Linked DNA regions of Gossypium arboreum: regions 2 and 3 are each linked to region 1. Evidence: chromatin contacts called from public Hi-C data. All regions are on one chromosome and are shown on one strand. Each heading gives the region's core, a stretch centred on a gene start, on an enhancer-like site or on the middle of the called end of the contact. The rest is flanking DNA. Distances are from core to core; before and after follow the strand shown.

What was found. A called contact is a pair of places that touch in the nucleus more often than the background predicts.
Region 2: a Hi-C map of leaf shows a contact between it and region 1, with 2.2 times the contacts expected there. The contact joins the promoter of LOC108463963 here to the enhancer-like site in region 1. A contact is called at or near these places in 2 of 5 Hi-C or Micro-C datasets (both in leaf).
Region 3: a Hi-C map of leaf shows a contact between it and region 1, with 3 times the contacts expected there. The contact joins the promoter of LOC108462069 here to the enhancer-like site in region 1. A contact is called at or near these places in 2 of 5 Hi-C or Micro-C datasets (both in leaf).

The regions. Positions count from the first base shown.
Region 1 is chr13:28,632,465-28,635,490 of ASM2569848v2, forward strand. No RefSeq gene overlaps it. Among protein-coding and RNA genes, the nearest start is that of LOC108463963, 92 kb to the left of the region's middle. Within about 2 kb of position 1,402, at least 2 of the 2 cell types and tissues checked have an H3K27ac peak or open chromatin away from gene starts, as enhancers often do. A contact at or near this core is called in leaf, where this site is marked.
Region 2 is chr13:28,540,565-28,543,437 of ASM2569848v2, forward strand. LOC108463963 (probable protein S-acyltransferase 22) reads right to left here and starts at 1,281. Exons shown (of 9, transcript XM_017763995.2): 1 at 525-1,281; 2 at 282-395. The coding sequence starts at 566.
Region 3 is chr13:28,745,126-28,747,916 of ASM2569848v2, forward strand. It overlaps LOC108462069, which reads left to right and starts at 1,291. Exons shown (of 9, transcript XM_017762068.2): 1 at 1,291-1,669; 2 at 1,750-2,107; 3 at 2,178-2,261; 4 at 2,371-2,503; 5 at 2,598-2,760. The coding sequence starts at 1,840.

The DNA of each region.
Region 1 (3,026 bases), core at 152-2,651:
AAAGACAAATTTAAATAGTTGAGTGACCAAAAAAGAAATTTACTAATAGTTGAACGATATCTTGTAACTTTTTATAGTTGGGTGATAAAATAAGAAATTTACTAATAATTAAGTGACAATTGCTATAGTTTACTCATATTTTCAAAAAAAAATCCTAAAAATAAATAATCTTTTAAAAATAATTATTTTAAAAATACATCTAGTATGAACCTGAACAAATGTTTGTCTAGATGCGTTGGAATCTAGGCAACGACTTACCTACGTTCATTTGGATGTGGTTCTTTAGATAATTACTAAAAATTATAAAAATTATGGAAAATTATTAATAATTATGAGAAGTTACAAAATTAATAAAGTGTTTAGAAATTACTAAAAACTATGTTTGGAATGAACCTTGACAAGTGGTTGTCTAAATGCATTTGAATCTGGACAACTATTTATCTAAGTTTTTGGACAACCACTTGTCTTGGTTCATTCCAAATGTGATTTTTACAAATTTTTAAAATTTTTTAATTATTTTAATTATTTTAAAATAATTATTTTAAAACTTATTTATTTTTAAGAATTTTAATTTTTTTAAAAAGTATTAGTTGATGTGGGGAAAATACCACATCAACATGATGTACACATGGTTGCCATGTCTTGTCATCTTATTAGTTTATCAACCACGTCAGCAAAGCTGAACAACTAAACTTAGTCAACGTTAATGCATATGCTTAATCGATTAATTTTTATTTTAAAGACTTAATTAGGTGTTAAATTTTATTGATGTGTTAATTGATTTATTTTATTTTATTTTCCACTTAACTTTTTTTATACTAAAACTCTAAAATTTATATATAATGTATTATATATTTATAAGAAATGCTCAAGAGTTTGGACTAAGATAAAATCATAGGTATGGATAAATTTGAAAAATGAACTTAAATAAAAGAAAAATAGATGCGTTTAAAATATGAATGGATTTAAACTTTAATTTTAATATCTTTTTCAGAATTTATATTATATGTAAATTTAATAAACTAGACTCCAATGTAAATGCTAACAATTATTTAAAATTTTAATAAAAGTAATAAATATTTAAAAATAAAACATAAATATGGATAAAATTATACAAAATTTGAGTCTCATAATTCTTACCGGACTTCAAACAATTATGTTGATGTGGAGAGTAGATTGGAAGAAAATGTTTGGACCTGTGTGGGCAAACCTAAACTGTCCACTGAGCATGTGGCCCAAAGGCCTACAAAATTAGTCTTGTTACGTCTTTGACTTAACATTCTATTTTTTAAAACAAGGTAGAGGAGATGATTCAGAATTTGCAGTACGGAACTGAAACAATAGAAATGGAATTTAATGCTTTCCCATATTTTTTTTAAAAAAGAAAAAACCCAAAGTTTTTGGGTCATGGATCTTCAAACTACTCGCAGCCTACCCTCTTAAACCTACAATTTATTAGTAAAAATATCAACGAATTCATAGGTTTGGCCACTCCTCTTAAAATTATAAACTATAAACTATCATGATAGTTTAAAAATTAATATAATAACTCTCATTTTTACATATTTATTAATTTAGTCATATTTTTAAAATTAACTCAAGTATTCTCAAATAAATATATAAAAACACATAAATATTTTCAAAGAATATATATAAATTTAAAAAAATAATATATAAAATTTAAAAATATATTAAAATAATTATATTTATTTAATATTAATATTAATATAAATTTTAGATTTTTAAATTTTAAATTTTAAATTATATTTTTTGAAATTAATTATTTTATATAGTATTATTTATTGTCAATTATAATTTATATATTTTTGAAAATATATATATATTTATATGTTTCTTTGAATTTTTTAGAATTAGGATCAAATTGAAATTATTTGTATATTTTAAGGGTTAATTTTTTAAAAATATAACTAAATTGATATAATATGTAAAATTTGATTTCTAAATTTGTTATTATTCAAAATTTTTAACTGCCACTTCAACTTCATGGATTGTAATTTTAACAAGAGTGACTAAAATGACCAATCTATGTAATATGAGAGCTTAAATTATAAACCTTTTTATTTGAAATGCCTAAAATGAAAGTTTTTAAAAGTCAAGTGACTATCTACGTAGTTTGTCCATAAATAGAAGTGCGGACTTCTGTTGAGGCTACCAATGTTGGAACTATCTGATTCAAATTGAAATAATTGGTAGTCAAAAGATGCTGTCCTCGGAATATTGTAAAATTTAAGTTGTTTTACATATTTTAATTTTCCTTAAATTTTATTATTAATCATTGTATTTTTTAAAATTTAGTTTTATACTTTAATTTGATTAAATTTAACTTTTGTATTTTTGAATTTGTCAAATTTAATCTTTATACTTTTAAAATTTGAAATTTTAGTCCTGACCTAATAGTAATAGTTAAATCCTTTTGGTTAAATTTAATTACTAATTTTGTATTATACGTACAATTCTAGATTTAATCCATATTCTCCAATTGGATCATTCTAATCCCTTATACTAATTGAACTATGAAATTTCAATGTGACACAAATGATAGTTATTAAACCACTAACTAAATTTTTAGTAAATAATATGTGAAAATGATAAGTTAACATGACATTACACATATAAAAAATGTTTCTCACATTTGATTTTGGAAATAGTAGAACTTAACTAAATGAACTTAATAGTTATTGTTTGGTAATGACTGAAAATTTAAATTTTAAAAAGTAAATAAACTAAAATGATCAAATTAAAGTATATAGATAAAATCTATAACTTTTGTAAAGTACAAGAACTAATAGTAAAATTTAGCCTCTAATTTTCAATTGCTAGATTTATCGATATAATTTTACTTATCATACATATAAAATTTTGAATCAATTCAATATTTCTATCATTTCGATAAAATATAATGTCTTTATTAATATATATATTTAATAATTAAAAGTTTTTCTTATGTGATAAATAGACAAGGAATTGTTAAAATACAAATTATGTAAAAGCTATGCACCATTACA
Region 2 (2,873 bases), core at 31-2,530, 92 kb before region 1:
TAGAATCAATGCCTCCTAAAAGGAACAATGGCTAAAAGACAATTGCCCTTATCAGCTAAAGTCACAAGTTGATGATATGCTTGAGAGACTCCATAAGATAAAACAACCAAAAGAAAAAAAAAAGAAAAAAAAATCAGATTTAGAAAAAGGAAAGGACCCTTAGATTAGAGGGAAAATAAATGAATCAGAGAGACCAACAGGCAAAGAAAACATAGATCTCAATTCTTCCACCTACTAGAAAATAAAAATAAAATAAAAGGAAAAATGTTGAAATGGCTTACAAGAGGAGTATAGATTCCAATCACAATGTATTGAAACATCTTCTTCCCAACAAAAGGAGCAAAGAACACATAGAATGCAAATCCAAGTGCCAAGAACACAGCAACAGCAACCACCTTTGCAAAAATAAGTAAAAAAAAAAAAACGAAAACTTTGCTAAATTACCCAGAATTGGAACAACAAAAAAGCTCAGCAATTTTACATAAAAATGGAAATAGTAACAAAGAACCAAAAACAAAAAATACCTGGAGTGGATGATAAGGAAGCTGCCATCCATGCTTCCTCATTTCCTCTTAAAATGTTAAACGAACAGAGAAGGGGAAAATATGGAAAAGAGTGAAAGTCAAAATCTGCTGGGTATTTTTCCTATACTTAGTTTCTCACACTTTCCCTCACTTTCCGGGGAAAATAAAGATCACTCATTTCACTAGACCACCAACCAAGCATTACCCTTTGTTTTTTTTTTTTGTTTTGTTTTTTTTTTTACCTTCACGGGTCTAATAAAAAAAAGGGCAAGAAAAATGTAAAGTGTAAAAGAAAAAGAACAAGGTAGCTGAAGAAGATAGGTTTGGACAGTAAGGAAAGCTTTGTCTGGTTCACACAATCATGGCCCCTGCCTCATGCAATGAAAGAGAAAAGACAGAAAAAAACACAAGAAGGGCTAGTCTGGGGTTTGGGTATTTATTTGTTTCTTATATAAAGCATTTTGCTTGGCCATAAGATCTGTCTCAAAACTCTCAAACTGTGTCTCTAAGTAACAACATGCGAGAGAACTGGTTTTTTTTTTTTTTTTTTCATTCTTTCGTTTCCATTGCCTATAATGTACCTTCAAAACCCAACTTTTACTTTTTTTTTTACTTTAATTTTTTGTTTAATTTTCTTTGTTTAATTTAATCATGTTCAAAGTGTCACAACATCAGGCCCATCGCTGCAAATAGACAGTTGTTCGGTTTCATCTTTTGTAATTGCCTTCACCAACAATTGTCTTAAAAATTCCTTTTTCAGCATTTTCCATCAATATTTTGACCCAGTTAGCGTTTTTAGTCTTAAATTATACATTATTATTATTATTATTATTTTAGCTTAGAAGTATTCATAATTTGCCAAGAAAAAAAAGTATGCATAATTATATATTTTAGTATTTTAAAAAATATTTTGACATAAGTATTTCATTTCTTACATTCTTTCGACTTTAGCCTATCCCTTTTCTCTTTTTTTTTCACCCATCATCATATTCATTTTCCTTTATCTTTCTTTTAGATGTGAAAAAAAAAATTCAAACTTTTGCATAAGATTCCTCCCATAATTTTTGTCCTAGTGCATTTCATGTTTTCATATCATTTTAATGCATATCATCACATTATAATCATGTTTAAAATATTTTATGATAATTTGTATTATAAATTATTATTTCGTTTGAGGTTTTTATTACAAGCAATGTTAAAAATACCATGTATCTTATTTAACTATTTTTTTTATTTTTAACATCAATTAATGATATAACCTATTAATTTTTCTTATAAAATCAAACCACTTCACTATCAACATTTGTGGCGTATGTCTCGCATTTATCGAACGTTTTGCAAGCACTTATTGGAGATACATGTGCGACGTCACGACGAGGAGATATGTGACATTACAACAATGCGACGGGCAAGGGACGACGTCACGACGAAGGTCGTCAAGACGTAAAAACGAGGCGACGATCTCTTGATGTAGGAGCAGCGGCGACATCACAATAAGGAAAGTCGTGGCCTTTGTAACCCTGATTTAGACATGCCAATCAGAGAGGGTTTTTCTTTTAAGGGGACAAGAAGTAGTCGCATATGAATTTGAGAAAGTTTTTTGTGGTAACTATGGAGTGAATTATGTTCCCAAGTTAGGGTTTCGTTTTCAAAGTTTGGGTTTTGTACATTTCATATATTTAGGTTTATTTTCTCCATATTGTACTCTCGTGTGTTTACTCATTTACTGAAAAGCCGAAGCCTCCTTCGTTCATGGTTTTATCTTCTTCGAAGGAGTTTTCCATGTAAATATTTGTGTTTGTTCTTCTCCACTTTACTATCTCGTTGTTTATACGGGTCGGTCCCCAACAAATTGATATCAGAGTCAATGATGAATTTCGATATGAAAAAGTTCGACGGGATCACAAATTTTATTTCTAACACTTTCGAATAATTACAGAAGTAGCTAATGTGGCTGAGCACAATGGTGATGATTCGTTGTTCTCTATATATAATTCGGTTGAAGGTGGCGTATTGTTAGATATCAGGCATGTGTCTGATTTTAAAAAAAAAAATCACATCCCCTTTTGGTCTTTAGGACTCAAATGGTTCGCAGAGTGTTTGAGGCAAAGTGTCACACCTCAAACCTAACCTAGACGTTATGGTTGGTTTTGGAAGGTTACATTAATAAATTGAAACTTTAGTCATATATTTTCAAAATTTATCTTATTCCAAAACTGAAAATTGTAGATTTTATAAAACTCGTCACAACTTTTGGTAGGAAGATTGTCATTTATAAAATGTTTAGGTGAAATTTTTAATCGTATACTTATAAAACTTGGTTTTTATAAAATCATCACACTTTAGTTA
Region 3 (2,791 bases), core at 41-2,540, 110 kb after region 1:
GTTAGATCAATGATCACCGTCAAGGGTGTCATGCACATAGGAAAGAGGTACCTTTAGAGGCTTAGCCTCAAAATCAAATACATTGTAATTAAATAGCTGCCTTAGAGTCCAACATTTTCGGAGTTAGCGACTTTATTAAATTTAAGGGTTCGATTGTAATAAGTTTTTTAACTCCTCCTTTAAGACTATTAAGTCTAAAAAATATGTGGCCAGGAAATCCGGTTAAGTTGTGAACTCCATACCCGAATTCAGCAATTGGGTCGATAAAGGTGTTACAAATTGCTTGCTAAGTTGCAACTATCTTAGTCTTATTGAAGTATAATGACATTTTTTAATGTATTTTCAAATTGTTGAGAAACATTTATTTTAATGTTTTTTTGTGTATTTGATGTATTATATTTTTTAAATTTGTTTTTGTATAAAAAATATTTAATACAGGCAGGCTCGATCGAGCTCAAGTTTAGCATTTTTAATCTGGATCATGCTTGGACAGAATTTTAGACCCATTTTCAGGTCGGGCTTAAAAAATAGGCCTAAAATTTTGCACTGGCCCAACCCATGATTAGGTCTAGTTTAATCTTAGCTCAAATCTAATGTCCAGGGATGAAGTCAGAAAATTTTTTTTGTGCAGAAATAAATAAAAAATTTAGGGAGGCAACATGCAATTTGATCATTGTACTAATTTTTTATTTCCTAAAAATTGAAAGGTTATATAGATAATTTTTTTTATTTTTGGGGCCATGGCAATTGTCTACCCCTTTCCTTTTGCCCTTGCGAATGTGGAGCATATTTAAAACTTGTAGATTAAATTATAATCATGCATGTACTTACTTCATGGATAATTTGAATCCGACATATTTAAAAAAAGAAAAGAAAAAAACCATCACAAATTTTATTAACATTTTGCTTTTTCAAGATGTCAAATATAAGTTATTCATGTGGTAGGTAATTGACATTTTAATACACTCTACGTTAGACTTAAATTGACATTTTAATGCTTAAATCGATGGTCAGATTGGCAAAAGAACCTAATTGATACAAAATTGATGCTTTGAAAATTGAATTATAGCTATTTGAAGTTTAGGGACTGATTTAAAATATGTGTGATGATTTGTGATGTTTGACAAAATTAACCCAAAAATCATTATAATTACTAACTCCTTTTCTTTAGGATAATAATTGATAATGCCACGTAGGATTAAGACAAAAGCGGTAAAGCCCGCGAAATCTCGGGCGAGAAAACAAAAAATTAAAAATAAAAATAGTAAAAGAAGAAATCAGACAGTAATTGAATGAAAGAAGCAGAAAACAGAAACAGGACAAGAGGGGGGGATTTAAAAAGGGGACATTTGCAAATTAAGGACCCGCTTATAACGGAGGGTCTGTCTCAGATCCTTTCAATTTTATCTCCTCCATTTGTCTTCCTTTCCACTCTCTGTTTCTCGAGTATTTCTTGAGTTTTTTTTTTTTCTTATCTCTGGTCCCAATTTACCCCCCCCCCAAAAAAAAAAAAACAGAGACCAAAGACAGAGACATAAGCAGGGAGAAAGAGAGACAGAGAGAGGAACAGAGACACACACAGAGAGAGAAGGGGTTTTAAAGTTCCGAAGTGAAGAAGAAACTGTTATGTTCTTCGTCCATGCCGGGATTTTAACCTTTCTCTCCTCAGGTTCTTACCTTTTATCCTCTCTTTTTTTTTTTAACATTTTTTTCATGTATGGATGTATCATACGTATGTTTTGATTTCAGTTTGATGAAGCCTGATCCTCGGAGCATTTCAGCTTTAAGCCTGGTCCTTCTTGCACCGGTAGCAGCCTTGATAAAGAGATCCCCGGCAATATGGGTGGTTGCGCCTCGGTATACGGTCAAATGGCAATACCTAGACCACATAAACGACACTTCAGTTTCGGGAAGCGTCACGGAAAGATATCGGGAAAGATTCCCCCTCCCATACCTGAAGTACGTAGGAATATGAGCGATGCCAGCATGACCGATATCACCGTTAGTGAATACGTTCACGTAGACTACGAGAACGGGTCCGAGATGTCTAACAAAACATTTCATGTAACACAGCTACAATATAACCACAGTCAACTTTCTTCCAATGGTACTCTCCTATCCCATCATCCCATTGGCACATATGTTATTTTAATAGTAGCAATGATATTATGTTGCAGGGAAATGCCAAGATGAAGTATGGTTCGATTCGGTTAGTATTATGGAGTCCGAGTCGGACGAGGATTGCCATAGCGTATACGGAGGTAATTTCACTCCTTTCTCATCCCAGTTGGAACTGCATCATGTTATGTAGATATGAAACATTTTATGAATGTTACAAACTTTGAAGGCCTGAACAATGAAACCCAACAGGTGGAGCCGAGCGGTACGTTTACCGTCCCCGAGCTGGAGTTCAAATCCCTTGTTCAGGAGAGAAGGCGACACCAGGAACGTGGTCAGAGATTTCACCTTCAGTTTTCAAGCTTCGCGGACTGAATTTCTTTAGGCAAGCCATTTTAGTTTATCCACCACAAATGTTAATGCAATGCTTTCTCATACATTATCTCATCAAAATGTTGAAACTTGATACGATTTTGCAGAGATAAACAGAAGTCCCCAGCACCAGATTGTAGCCCATATGTACCAATAGGGGTTGATTTATTTATCTGCGCAACTAAAATGAACCACATTGCTGAGCAAGTTCAATTACCAAAAGTAAAACCACATGATAAAGTGCCTGCTCTTTTGATTGTTAACATACAGGTTCTTGTTTTTGTCTCTTTGAATCGCATGT